Linked DNA regions of Mus musculus: region 1 is linked to region 2. Evidence: chromatin contacts called from public HiChIP or PLAC-seq data. All regions are on one chromosome and are shown on one strand. Each heading gives the region's core, a stretch centred on a gene start, on an enhancer-like site or on the middle of the called end of the contact. The rest is flanking DNA. Distances are from core to core; before and after follow the strand shown.

What was found. HiChIP or PLAC-seq counts read pairs in DNA pulled down with a chosen protein or histone mark.
Region 1: an HNF4G HiChIP or PLAC-seq map of pancreatic cancer cells shows a contact between it and region 2. The contact joins two enhancer-like sites. A contact is called at or near these places in 7 of 484 Hi-C or Micro-C datasets (cortical neurons, embryonic stem cells, liver and 2 more), 2 of 115 datasets of contacts at active chromatin or transcription factors (SST interneurons and pancreatic cancer cells) and 1 of 9 other capture datasets (embryonic stem cells).

Annotation. Positions count from the first base shown.
Region 1 is chr2:5,319,096-5,325,070 of GRCm38.p6, reverse strand. The region is part of intron 6 of Camk1d (calcium/calmodulin-dependent protein kinase ID); the gene reads left to right. Among named protein-coding and RNA genes, the nearest start is that of Gm36906, 7.0 kb to the right of the region's middle. Within about 2 kb of position 3,505, at least 5 of the 459 cell types and tissues checked have an H3K27ac peak or open chromatin away from gene starts, as enhancers often do. A contact at or near this core is called in pancreatic cancer cells, where this site is marked.
Region 2 is chr2:5,092,076-5,098,698 of GRCm38.p6, reverse strand. No RefSeq gene overlaps it. Among named protein-coding and RNA genes, the nearest start is that of Gm39755, 8.1 kb to the left of the region's middle. Within about 2 kb of position 3,193, at least 28 of the 459 cell types and tissues checked have an H3K27ac peak or open chromatin away from gene starts, as enhancers often do. A contact at or near this core is called in pancreatic cancer cells, where this site is marked.

The sequences.
Region 1 (5,975 bases), core at 2,256-4,755, 230 kb before region 2:
AGCAACAGACGGCAGACATAAATTGCAATCTAGTCTTGGTGGCTGTCATGAGGTGTTGGGAGGCCAGTGCTGCAGTGGATCCTGGGACTAAGCCAAGAAAGGCCTGAGGTGCCTCACTGGATAAGCAACAGCCACCTAGCATTGGAAACTAGATAGAAATGTGCCAGGAAAGCCATTCCAGGCTGTCTTTAAACAGGGCCTCTAAACCCACGTAGATTGATGGTTTATCCCCTTAAGGTCCAGTTTTCTAAGAATCTGATGGAATGGTGTGGTAGTCTATGCCAGCTATTCCAGTACTTGGGATGCAGAGGTAGGAAGGTTACAACTTTGAGGCTAGCCTCAGCTACATCCTAAGGTCCTTTCTCAACCTCAACCTACTTTATCCCATTCTTACAAAAAGAGTGCTTCCCGTATTTGAGAAAAGATGTATCATTCAATTATGAACATAATTTTAGAAACCCAATTTGAAAGAGTCGAGCTAGCTTCCAACTATAGACATCTAAAACTTAGACATGGTAGGAAGAATATATTCTCCTTGGGCTGGGGGAGATATAGACACACCACACCACACACACACACCTACACACACACCCCTTCCCAAAACATGAACCAACATAAAATTGTACCCATATGCATGCACACATATATAGAACAAAATGAAGTTTGATCTTGGAATTATCAGGAATTTTTAAATACTTTTAGCACAATCCTAAACACACAGAATAATCAAAAGATGTCTTTATTGCATTTTGAAACATTTATTCCTGGGAATAGATAGAAGCAGAAAAGTGGTGATGCATGTAGGAAGAAACGAATAAAACAAGTATAAGCAAAAGAAGAAAAGGTCAGACTGCTACGCAGTCACAGGACAGCAAGTGCCTAAGCAGAGTTTGTGACAAAGAGCAGTGTGGACAGAGATGGGAGGGTGGAAGTATTCACTCACAGCACCACAGCTGCAACATCCTGGTGCAGATATGTAGGAGCATCTAATGCAACTCCAAATAACATGGTGCTCATGAGGCTGGCTGGTCCAGATTCTTGTCTCTTGTCCATGTGCCAGGGGGCTAGAATTGTGTTCTGGTCCTCCACAAGTGCATTGTGAGAGCTTAGGGGTATGGGATGGGGGCGGGGCATATTGGGATATATATCAAGAACCCATGGGCCATGGGATGCAGAGTCCCACACATTCCCCCAGACAGGATTGCTGATCTGCATAGATGCCTATCATCGGACCTAGAAAGAAAGGAGAGTTAGGACTGGGGGAGACTAGGAGACAGGCAGAGAAAAAAATGGAGAGGAGAGGGGGGGTATGGGAAGGAGAGAACAGGAGAAGAGACTTGAGAGGGAGATAAGGGAAGGGAGGAGAGGGGAGGAGAGAGGGGAGGAAAGGAGAAAGAAATGGAGGAGGAGGAAGGAAGCCAGAATAACAGAAAGAATCTCACCCATCTAGATATATGGCTCTCGCTTGGGATTCTTCCAGGCTGCAGCATCCTCGGTTGGCACTGGAAGTTAATCACCTCCACACTGGATGTCTGCATCCCTTTGGGGACTAATTTTCATTGGCAGAATTTTCACCGCCTTCCCTAACTCGGTGTCACTGACCTTGGAAGGTCTTCTCAGTCCTCTTTGCTTGTGTTGAGCCTGTCCCTCAGCTAGCATGAGTTGTGTTTGGCTGGTCTAGAGTGGTCTCCAGGCCTCTTTGATAATTTTCTCGACTTCCTCAAGATGGTGTCCATGGAAGATTCAAAAAGTTGACCACAGATGGGTTAAGATGCTCAGAGTGGTTGTCCTCCCTACTTCTCCAAGTCCTGGTCTTCAGTCTAGCTGTGCAGAACCTTCAGGACTGTGTTTCCCTTTGCCCTCTCCGCCCCGAATCTTTCCCTGATCCCTGCTTACCCATTCTCAACTCTCAAGTCATTGAGGACATTTACCAGTGTGTTCTAGCCAGGAGCACATGCCTTCAGTCTCTGCACATGGCTTTACTGTGTGAGCCTTCCCTACGTTCTCCCACCTGCTCTTTTCTCAGGGTAGAGGAGTAGTGTGGGGGGAATGCATGTGCTCAAACAGATGCTTACAGAATTGAGATGCATATTCATGAGCCTCATTGACCCTCTAATCTAAACCAGGATTATATATGTGCAACCCTGTTTTGTTCACTAATGGGCACTGGTAATAAGTACAAAAGGTTTGTTTGCTTTCGAAAGAGCTTTGTTTTATTTAATTATTGTGAAAGTCAATCATATCTATGATAGGATGACTAGAACTCATATTCCTTAACACCCCCCACTGCCCCCTTCATTCAATAAAGCTTGCTAAATTTCTGCCAAAGGTCAGTCAAGACAGAAAGACTTGTAGTGGTTCCTGGTACCAGCAGGACTTAGAGTCCAAAGGATGCTCATCCTTGGTTGAAGCCGCTGCTGCTTTTTAGAGACACACTGAGCCTGGGGTAGCCTTATGTGGCCTAGCTGCTTTGCAGATAAATGGGGGGGGGGGGGGGTGTTGTAGTTTCAGTCATTTCTGTACAATACTTTTTATTCTTTCTTTGATATTTGCCTACATGTATGCAATCTATTCTGATTATATTTACATCTGGATGCACTCTCAGCCCATCCCCCTCCCACCTTCACATCCTCTTCCATTTCTGAAGGAAATAAACCACCGATTCCAACTAGTGCTACCCATATGTGCATCGCTCTGGGGCCAACCAGGGGAGCCTGGGCAACCTGCCTATGGCCATGCTGCTATAGAAAGAGTATGCCCCTTCTCCCAGTAGCCATTAACCCCTGACAGGACAGCTCTTCAGCTGTCATTGCCGCTTTGGGAGCCCCCCCCCCACTTCTGTGCTGGAATTTGACTGACTTGGTTTTGTGTAAGTAACCACAGCCACCATGAGTTCAAAGGTGTGCCGGCCATCTAAAGGTCAGAGACAGACTTTCACAGTGCTCCTCCCTGGCCTCTGGCTCCCACATTCTCTCTGCCCTCTCTTGCGTGGCATTCCCTGTTGGCTCAGATTTAGGGGTTACCAATATCAAGTGAATCCACTGCTTTTGCCTCTTGTCAGATGGTGAAAGAACCCACTCATGTCATGGCCAGAAAACAAAAGGAAGGAGAGGAAAACAGGCTCCCACACAACCGACTCAAGGACAGGATTAGAGACCTGCCACTCAAAGTTCCGGCCCCTGCCCAGAAGCCCCTCCCTGAAGCAGCTATGAGTACATGCACCCAGCTCCAGCACCTTGCCAACAATCACTCTGAAGGCAAAGTTGGACTGTCACAGAGAAGCACGAAGTTTTCCCATGGAAACAATTCTCTCCTCAGAGCCTTTCCACATGGGCTAGACCAGAGCAGAAAAGTCTTGGTTGTCAGTCAGTTGCTACGCCTTTTTTTTTCAGCCTCTTAGAAACACGTTTCCATGTACTTAGAAAACTCACTGGGCCTACCACCCTGGTCCCAAGTACTTTGTCCAGAGAGCATGCCAGAACTTCTGCCTCATCCCACCAGAGTCCACAAGGTCCTGTTATGGGAAACTTCGTCTTCATTGTGTTGCTTTACAGCTCTTCATAGGAGTATCACACTGAACTCTGACGGTATGACATGATTATATTGGAATTTGGATCGATATACACAGAGATCCATTTTTTCACAATCCTGTTCTCCCAGACAGGTTGATAATGTCCGTAGCCACCTCCCTCAATCTTTCCTTAAGATAAAGAACAAAAGTCAATTTACTTTATAAATACAGGGACCTGCAAATTCTTCCTTCTTTCTCTCTCCTCCCCTCCCCTCCCCTTCCCCTCCCCCTCCCTCCTCTTCCTTCCCTTCTTTCTTTCTTTCTGGGTTAAAAAATGGGGTCCCACATCTGCTCAGGGCTAGGGCCGCTGGGCAAGGTGGACACAGGGAGTTTTGACTGGGCGCACCCCCACGGCAACCGCTGGGTGGGTGTCAGGCTGTGAGAAGCTGCAGAACCCCCGTTCCAGGGATGGGAAAAGGCCTGGGGTACCCACAGAACTGCCAGAGTCTGGGTCAGACTCGGGTACCACAGATGCCGCTGGGTACCGCGGAAGAGCCGGTGTTCTGGGGTCCCTGGGCCGCATGGAACCCAGGGACGTCAGGTTCTCAGTCCTGGACACACCGCTGGATGTCTCCGAAGAGCTGAGAACGGGGGGGGGGGGGCGGGGGGGGGGAGGCAAAGGGAAAAGGGCAGGAAGGAGAGAGCTCCAGCCAGTTACCATGGGGACAAGAGTCCTTAGCTGGTTCAGCAGGTAGGTTGGCTTGGTGGAAGCTTGGAGGCCTTCTGGCAGAACTACAGAGAGGGACCATAATCCATGGAACATATTGTCAGACACTAGGCATATAGGAGCTTGGGTGATATTGTCTGACAGTTCCCCATGTTCGTTCCGGTTGCCTTGGAGAAGATCGTTTATATTCTATTTACCATTAGGGTGCTTTACCACAAAAATGAAAGTAAGTAAAAAGATTATTGTGCTCAGAAAAACATAGTTGAAATTGTCTTTTCTGTACAATTTTACTCATTTTTAAATGTTCAACCCGGGCTGGTGAGATGGCTCAGTGGGTAAGAGCACCCGACTGCTCTTCCGAAGGTCCGGAGTTCAAATCCCAGCAACCACATGGTGGCTCACAACCATCCATAACAAGATCTGACTCCCTCTTCTTACATTAAATAAATAAATAAATAAATCTTTTTAAAAAAAATGTTCAACCCTATTTGGGTTGGGGTGCTAGGATCAAACCCAGGGAACTCATTCATGCTAGATGCAAGTAGTCTACCATTGTCCTACACCCCTAGTGATGTCTTATGACTATTAAAGTGTGTGTTATGACAATGTGCATGAGTGTGTATACTTGCACATGTACATACATGCATAAATGTTTTAATGAAGCATTTTCTGTTTATCAGAGCACAATTGAGGGATGTTGAGTACTAATACAGGACATCAAAGAGCCATTGCACACTACTATAATCACAGCCCTGGGCAGGTTGAGGTGGAAAGATCGTGAGTTCAAGGCCACGGTGAGAGTCTTTCCCCCAGCCCTACAGAAACACCATTTATGTCATAGAATCTGTTGCCCAGGAACTTATCAGCAAAGTATTTCTTGAGAAGACCCAAAAAAGAGATGAGATTTGAGCTGGCTCTTAAAGAATGGAACTTGTTTAGAGAGGAGTGAGCAGGGTAATAAGGATGGTAGTCTGAGAAAGGTGAAGACGTCTGAGGAGCCATTCCTCCAACAAGCTTTTGCTAAAGTTTATACCAGGCTGTACAGGATCACAAAACAGAGCATGGTAGTATTGGTGCCTTTGGGGAACACAGAGTCTAGCCAGAGATGGTGAGTCCTAGATACAAACTAAGACAGGAACTACAACAGAAGAGCCTGGAAGCTGAAGAGCATAAAGGAGAGATGTAGTACTTTGCATGGTATTGGGGGTGGAGACAGGAAAGCATCACTAGGCAAGGGACACACACATAGAGCTTTGCAACTGAGCAAGGCAGTCCTGAGGTCTGGAGAAAATAATAGCATTCCCAGCACAGAGAATAAGGCAGGGAAAAAAAATTCTAGATTAAGGTTGAAATGTAGCTTCTCTGGACCAGCTCTAAGTGAACTGTTCGTGTCTAGTTTTTATACTTTGACTTCATGATGAATTTAATGTTGACCATCTGTTCCTCTGCCCCCAACTACAATGTAATACCATATCAGTAGGCGTTCTGGCTATTTTCTTCTATGCCCAGGAATAGTTGATACTCAGCATTTGGTGGTGAGCAGAGGAGTGCCTGACCAATAGTCCTGTATCTTCTGACCCTCCCCCGCAGAGGAGCCTGTGCTGAGGCAAGATAGATATGACACAGGAGAGGGAGGAGCCTGTGCTGAGGCAAGATAGATATGACACAGGAGAGGGAGGAGCCTGTGCTGAGGCAAGATAGATATGACACAGGAGAGGGAGGAGCCTGTGCTGAGGC
Region 2 (6,623 bases), core at 1,944-4,443:
GCAGGAAGCTATAGAATTGACAGGATCTCTGTTGAAACGTCTGTCCTCACCTGTGAAGTTAGAAACTAGCTAATGAATATTTATAAGCCTCCTCTAGCCAAGGAAGGCAGATGAGAACAGTTGGAAGAAAGAAGATAAAGAAAGAATCAAATCTAGCTTTAAAAAAAAACAAAAACAAAAACAAAATCAAAAACTGTTGAGATTTCTTTTAGAATGTAAATCCTTTTGCAGGGGAAACAAGAGCGAGAGGGGTGGGGGGAGGGAGGGAATTCAGTCCTTACAGTTGAAGAGGAAATTTAGCAGCTGAAATGTGACAGGGTCAAGCCCTTAGCACCCCATATCATGGCGAAAGCGGTCTCTGGTCTCGCAAGCCTGAAAGCTAGACCACAGACACCGCAGAGCATCTGTTGGGAGAGCAGATGCATTATCGCGAGCGGTGATTAAAAGCGATCCCAGGTGTGAGGAACAGCTAGCTGGAGCTGATTTCCCAGCATGCCTCTGCTGATTGAGTCCCTGAGAGAAAGCAGCCCTGCTTTTCTCTCCTTGGTCTCTAAGGAGGAAGTAGGGAATTGGGAGAAGCAGGCAAGGCAAGCGGGTAGCATAAATCTGTCCTGAGGATTTCCTGGGAAAGCAGCTTCGACGCTGCTTGGTTTTCCCCGGGCTGGAGGTGATCACACACCCCGGGCTGTGGTGGGCACATCCTGTGTCAGGGCCACCAGCGCAGTTGCAGGTTTCTGTCCTGCGAGTGCGAGTGCGTCTGTGCTGACATAAGTCTTAGGGACGCAACAGCAGAGGAAAGGCATCTCCTTTCCCGTCAGTCTGTGAAGCTGGCATGTTGCAGGAAAGCAATCCGTAGGGCAGTGGGCTCTCAACCTGTGGGTCATGGCCACCAGCCTATTGGAAAAATATTTCTGATGGTCTTAGGAGCCTCCGACCATAAATTGATTTCCGTTGCTATTTCTTAACTAATTTTGCTACTGAGTGCTGTCTCAGTCCCTCAGACCACTGGAAATAGGTATTTACCCGCGGTCACGAATCACAGGTTGAGAACCGCTTCTGTAGGCGAAGGGTGCTGTGCTTATGTGTTTAAATGGGCTACATATGTGGAAGGACTGCGTTTATGTGTCATGACTGGGTCTTGAGAACAGTGACCACAATAGCCAGTGGATCTCACAACACACCAGAATCAAAGTCAAATATGTCCAACCTGTGCTAGACATATCCGGTAGGTCACACATGTCCCAAGATAGCCATGCCTGTGGTCCAGCACATTTGAAGATGACATTGTATTGCAATGTGAAAAGGTTAGACAGTGAGGTGTTTGGGGTTTCTTTGAGTTATCATTTTGATTCTGCCCTAAATGACATCCAAATCTTTCCAACTCTTAGTTTACTCTTTGCCTGTCTATTTTGGTCACATCCTGTACCTTATCTGGCTTGCTATGGAGAGGGACGAGGGTCACTTCTCACCCAGCAAGAGCTTTCGAGGAATGATTTGACACTGATGTACCATTGGGCCCGTGTGGCTGAAGGGGTGGTCAAGGATATAGCTTGACTGATAGAATGCTCTCTAAGCACACATGAAGCTGAGTTTGCTATCCAGCAGCACACACCAGCTGTGATGGTGAATGCCTGTAGTGCCAACACCGGGGACCTAAAGGTAGGAGGATCATACCTAAAGGCCTAAAGGCATTTAATATCATGCCTTTCTGCTTAGTGAGTTCAAGGACAGCCTGGGTTACATGAGGTCCTGCTTTGAAACAACAAGCAGGTGGGGGAGCAGCAAGACCCCAACACTTGATGCTGGTGGGCCATTGTTTGCAGTTCCAGATCAGATGCTGAACCTCAGCTCTCTGCCTCAATTATCTTGCCTCTAATTATCTTGCCACATACAGCCACTGAGTGCCACATCCGGCACTTTACATTGTAAAGTACAGGGCACCTAATATTGCCACAGCAGCTATCACCATGTTATTCTTCCTTCAAAATCTGGGTGACAGTCATTGGGGGAATGACGACACTGAGCCACAAGATGAACTTTTGATATCCTGAAGCTCCTTTGGGGTTGGAGGGGAAACCTGAGCTAGCAAGGATAGGGAGGTCGCTGGGAGCCGTGAGGAGACAGGAGGTGGGGGGCAGTGTCCCAGACCCTAGAGGTGAGGGGGTAAGGTGAAGAGGATTGCAGAAGATCAGCCATGATTCTGAGAGGGTCAATGCTCAATGGTCAGGACTAGACAGTTCTACCTGGACAATTAAAGCACAGTGTCCTGGCACAGTAACCAGTGCTTCCCAGCACGGAGTGTGACAGGACTCATACCTCTGGGTGCCTCCTGCAGAAGACATACGGAGCTGTTCACCTAAGCATGAGGTCCCTCTTATGGGACCTCAGGGAGAGCCTGGATATGCAAGCTACTGAATCAATGGTAGCTCCAGGTATGGATGCCGAGGTCCTGGCCATGCCCTGTACCACTGAGGTACACCCTTAGCACTGTGACTGTTTATCTATGACTCACTTATATGTACTGATAATATGCTGAGTGCAGCTTAGACTTAAAAATGGGCACAAAGAGATCTGGTATATGGCATTGTGCCTATAGTTAGCACTGTATTCTGCACTTAGAGATGTCTCAGCACTTGGGATGAAATTAAAGCAGGGGGATTACAAGTTTAAGGCCAGTGAGTCAATAAGAAAGAAAGAAAGAGACGGAGAGAGAGAGAGAGAGAGAGAGAGAGAGAGAGAGAGAGAGAGAGAGAGAGAGAAAGAAAGAAAGAAAGAAAGAAAGAAAGAAAGAAAGAAAGAAAGAGAGGAAAAGAGGGAAGGAAAGAGCGAGAGAGAGGGAAGGAGTAAGGGAGGAAGAGAGAGAGACAGACAGAGGGAAGGTGGAGGGGAAAGGAAGAAATAGTTTCAGCTTCGTACTGAAACTAAATGAAACACACACAAATCAAAGTTGAATTTTTTCCCCCTTCACCCTCAAGTCTGGCTATCCCTGATCTCTTACATGGGAGATGGGGACAGAGTAGAGGGTTTTCCCTCACACCTCAAAAGGATGGGAAAACCCAGGGCTGCAGACTCAGGTTGGAGTCAGAGCACTTGTCTAGCAAGCCCAGGGTTCAGTCCCTGTTGTGTGGGTTGGGGAGGTGGATTAAAAGGCAATTAAACTCGTTCTTTTCCTCAAACATGAGCCATCTGAAAACAGTGCCAGATGAGTCACAGTCTCATTGTTGTTTTTAAACTGATGTAAAACACATATCCCAAGTTATGTTATGTTATTCAGTAGGTTTCCTCCTCAGTAGAGTTGGGGTAATCACATCTTTTAAATCAGTAAATGATGTTATCAAAATAATCCTCATCTTTGAAATCTCACAAAAATTTCTATTTTACAATTTGCCCTGACTATCAAGGCTGCAAGAATAACATTTCCTATATATTCAAATCACTAACAGCTACACAACCTCCCCAGCCCCACGGAAAAGAGAAAAGAAACACCATCACATATGCTTGGCTAAGGGCTAAGTTATTCCAGGAGCCAAAAATAAAATAGGCAAATTGTTAGCACTGATGTAACACAACTGTAACCTCAGCATCACTGTGTCATGAGCAATGACTGTTAGAACACAGGGCTGGGTGCCCAAGGGCTGGTGGTAGCTGATCAGCAAGACTCTGTTTTCCTTCTCCATCTGCACTGCCAGCTCACGCTGTGCACCGCTCCACATGCACGGTGTAAGCATTCTTAGAATCCCAGCAAACTCGCCTCTGGATTTAGAATATAAAGGTTGCTCTCTGTGGTGGTTTGAATGAGAATGGCCTCCATAGGCTTATATATTTGAATACTTGGTCCCCATCTTATGGAACTATTTGGGAAAGATTAAGGGGTGTGGCCTTGTAGAAGGGGGTGTATTGCTGGGTATGAGAGTTGAGGTTTCAAAAGAGTCTTCTTGTCTCTTGTGTCTCCCTCTCTCCTCTCCCCTCTCCCCTTTCCCTCTCCACCCCCCTTCTACTTTCTGATCACACTGTAAGCTCTCAGCTATTCCTATGTTCCACCATCATGGACTCTAACCCCCTGAAACTGTAAGCCCAAATTAAATACTTTTTTCTTATGTAAGTTGCTTTATAGAGTTTGTCAGAGGAGGAAAAAAAGTAACTAAGACGTTGTTGGTTTTTTGTGTCATTGAGTACTTCATGGACAAGGGATACAATCATTGTGCTCAGCTATCTCTGTTGGTCTTCCAGTATCTGCCCAATAGACAGAAGTTGGTGGCTATATAGGTAGGAGAGTTAAAGTCTGGAAATGGAAGCTGTTGGTAATCATTAATTTATATAATAATATATGAAGAACCCAAATTAAAGCTTTTTGCAGAAGTCAGAGGTAATGAAATCGTGATGACTGCCACTTCTCCGATCGAGAGATTTTGATTAGCCTGAAGGACACTTGAGATTCATTTGTCACTTGCAAACCTAAAGCTGGCAACTCATTTGTATTCCACTCAACTCAACCTCTCTTGGTCCAGGTACACCATGGGCAGGCATGGGGGTCACACGGCATTATTCTGCATCCTGTGTACAGAAGGAGCTGTACTGGGGAGGGCTGCAGAGCTCGGCTCCTCAGCCCCGCTGTGGCCAGCTGCCTTGGCTGTTCCTCTCAGCACTTTCCTTCTCTCCTGCCTGCCTCCCTGTGAGCTCCTGGCTTCCTGGAAGGTGATTGCTTCCTTCTCTGCAAACCCTCAAGCTCCTCACCAAGTAATACTCATCTTCTGTGTGTTGCTCAAGCACACATGTGATATGCTCACACACATGTGATATGCTCACACACATGTGATATGCTCACACACATGTGATATGCTCACATGTGTGCACACATATGATATGCTCACACACCTGTGATATGCTCACACACATGTGATATGCTCACACACATGTGATATACTCACACACATGTGATATGCTCACACGTGTGCACACATATGATATGCTCACACACATGTGATATGCTCACACACCTGTGATATGCTCACACACATGTGATATGCTCACACACATGTGATATACTCACACACATGTGATATGCTCACACGTGTGCATGGGCTTGCAAGGGCCAGAGGTCAACATCTGGTAGCTTCCTCAGTCACTAACCCTGTTCTGTTCTTTTGTTTGCTTTTTGTGTTTTGTTTTGTTCTGAAACAGTCTCTTTGAGCCTCGGGGGTCCTCCCATCTGTACCTCCTCTGAGCTGGAATTGGAGGTGTATGCTTCATGCCCAGGTTTTCATTTGGACCTGCAGTTTTACTCACTGGGCTATCTCCCCAGCCCCCTTCTCATAAATTCTTTGTGTCTGCCACTCAGTAACAGTTCCAGTAACTAGCTATTTGTTTTCCTTTTTAAGATTTAATTTGTAAGTGTGTGTGTGTGTGTGTGTGTGTGTGTGTGTGTGTGGTATGTGTGCATCTGTGGGGGTAATATATGTATATGTGTACAGGTACCCACAGAGACCAGAGGCAGGTCTGTAGATCCCTGGAGCAGGAGTAACAGGAGGCTGTAAGTCACCTGCTGTGGGATCTGGGAACTCATTTCAGGTCTTCTGGAAGAGGAGCCCTGTGCCTTTCCATCTCCCTCAGTCTTGCCTTAACTTCCATGAGAGCAGGAATTTTATCTCGATGATCACTGAGTCCTCCCGGCCTAACTGACTCAGTCAGAAGGGAATTCAGTATCTCCTATTGGGTGGTTCTCTTTTCTGTCCTTCTGACTAATGGCTCACCCCTGCCTCATCTTTGAGATGTTCACATCTTGTTTAAAGTACTTATTAGCCCTCCTGTGTTTCAGTTGTCTATTACCACAGGATAAACACACACACACATTCAGTGACTTTTTTGAGCCAGGGTCTTATGTAGCCCAGACTGGCCTTGAACTCTATCTGCAGCTCAGGGGTGAACATGAACTCCTGATCTTCTGCCTCTACCTCCCCACACCAGGATTACAGGCATGTGTACATTACCTGGATTACAGGCATGTGTACATTACCTGGTCTACACAGTGCCAGTCTACACAGTACCTGGTCTAAACAGTGCCAGGCCTCATGCTCACAAGGCAAGCACTCTACCCACCGACCTCCTCCACAGCACTGATCCATCGCTTCCTATGAGTCTATGGGTTAATGGGCTCAGCTCACCAGTTCTCCTGGATCCGGGTCATACATGCTGCTGACTTCTGCTGGAGCTCAGCTGGGCAGAACACCCATGGAGACATCACTCAGAAGACAACAGCTGGTGCTAGTCTTTGCTTGGGCCTCTGGTTCTCCCCATCATGACCTTCCTCCTCCGCAAACTAAAGAGGGGTTCTCAGGATGTGGCAGCTGGGCTCTGAGAGAGCAGAAGTTATGTAGACATGGGATTCTGGCAATGCTGCCTCTGTTCCATGCTGTTGACCAATGCAAGCCATGAGGACACCCCAGATCCAAGGGAGGGAAACAGAATCCACCTGTCAGTGGAGAGGCATGTACAGCAAAGGGAGAAATAGTTGAGCCAAGAGTGGTAGCTTATACTTATAGTCCCAGCACTGGGGAGACTGAGGCACAAGGACCGACAGAGTTTGAGAGCAACTTAGGCTCTATAGTGAGTTTCAGGCCAACATG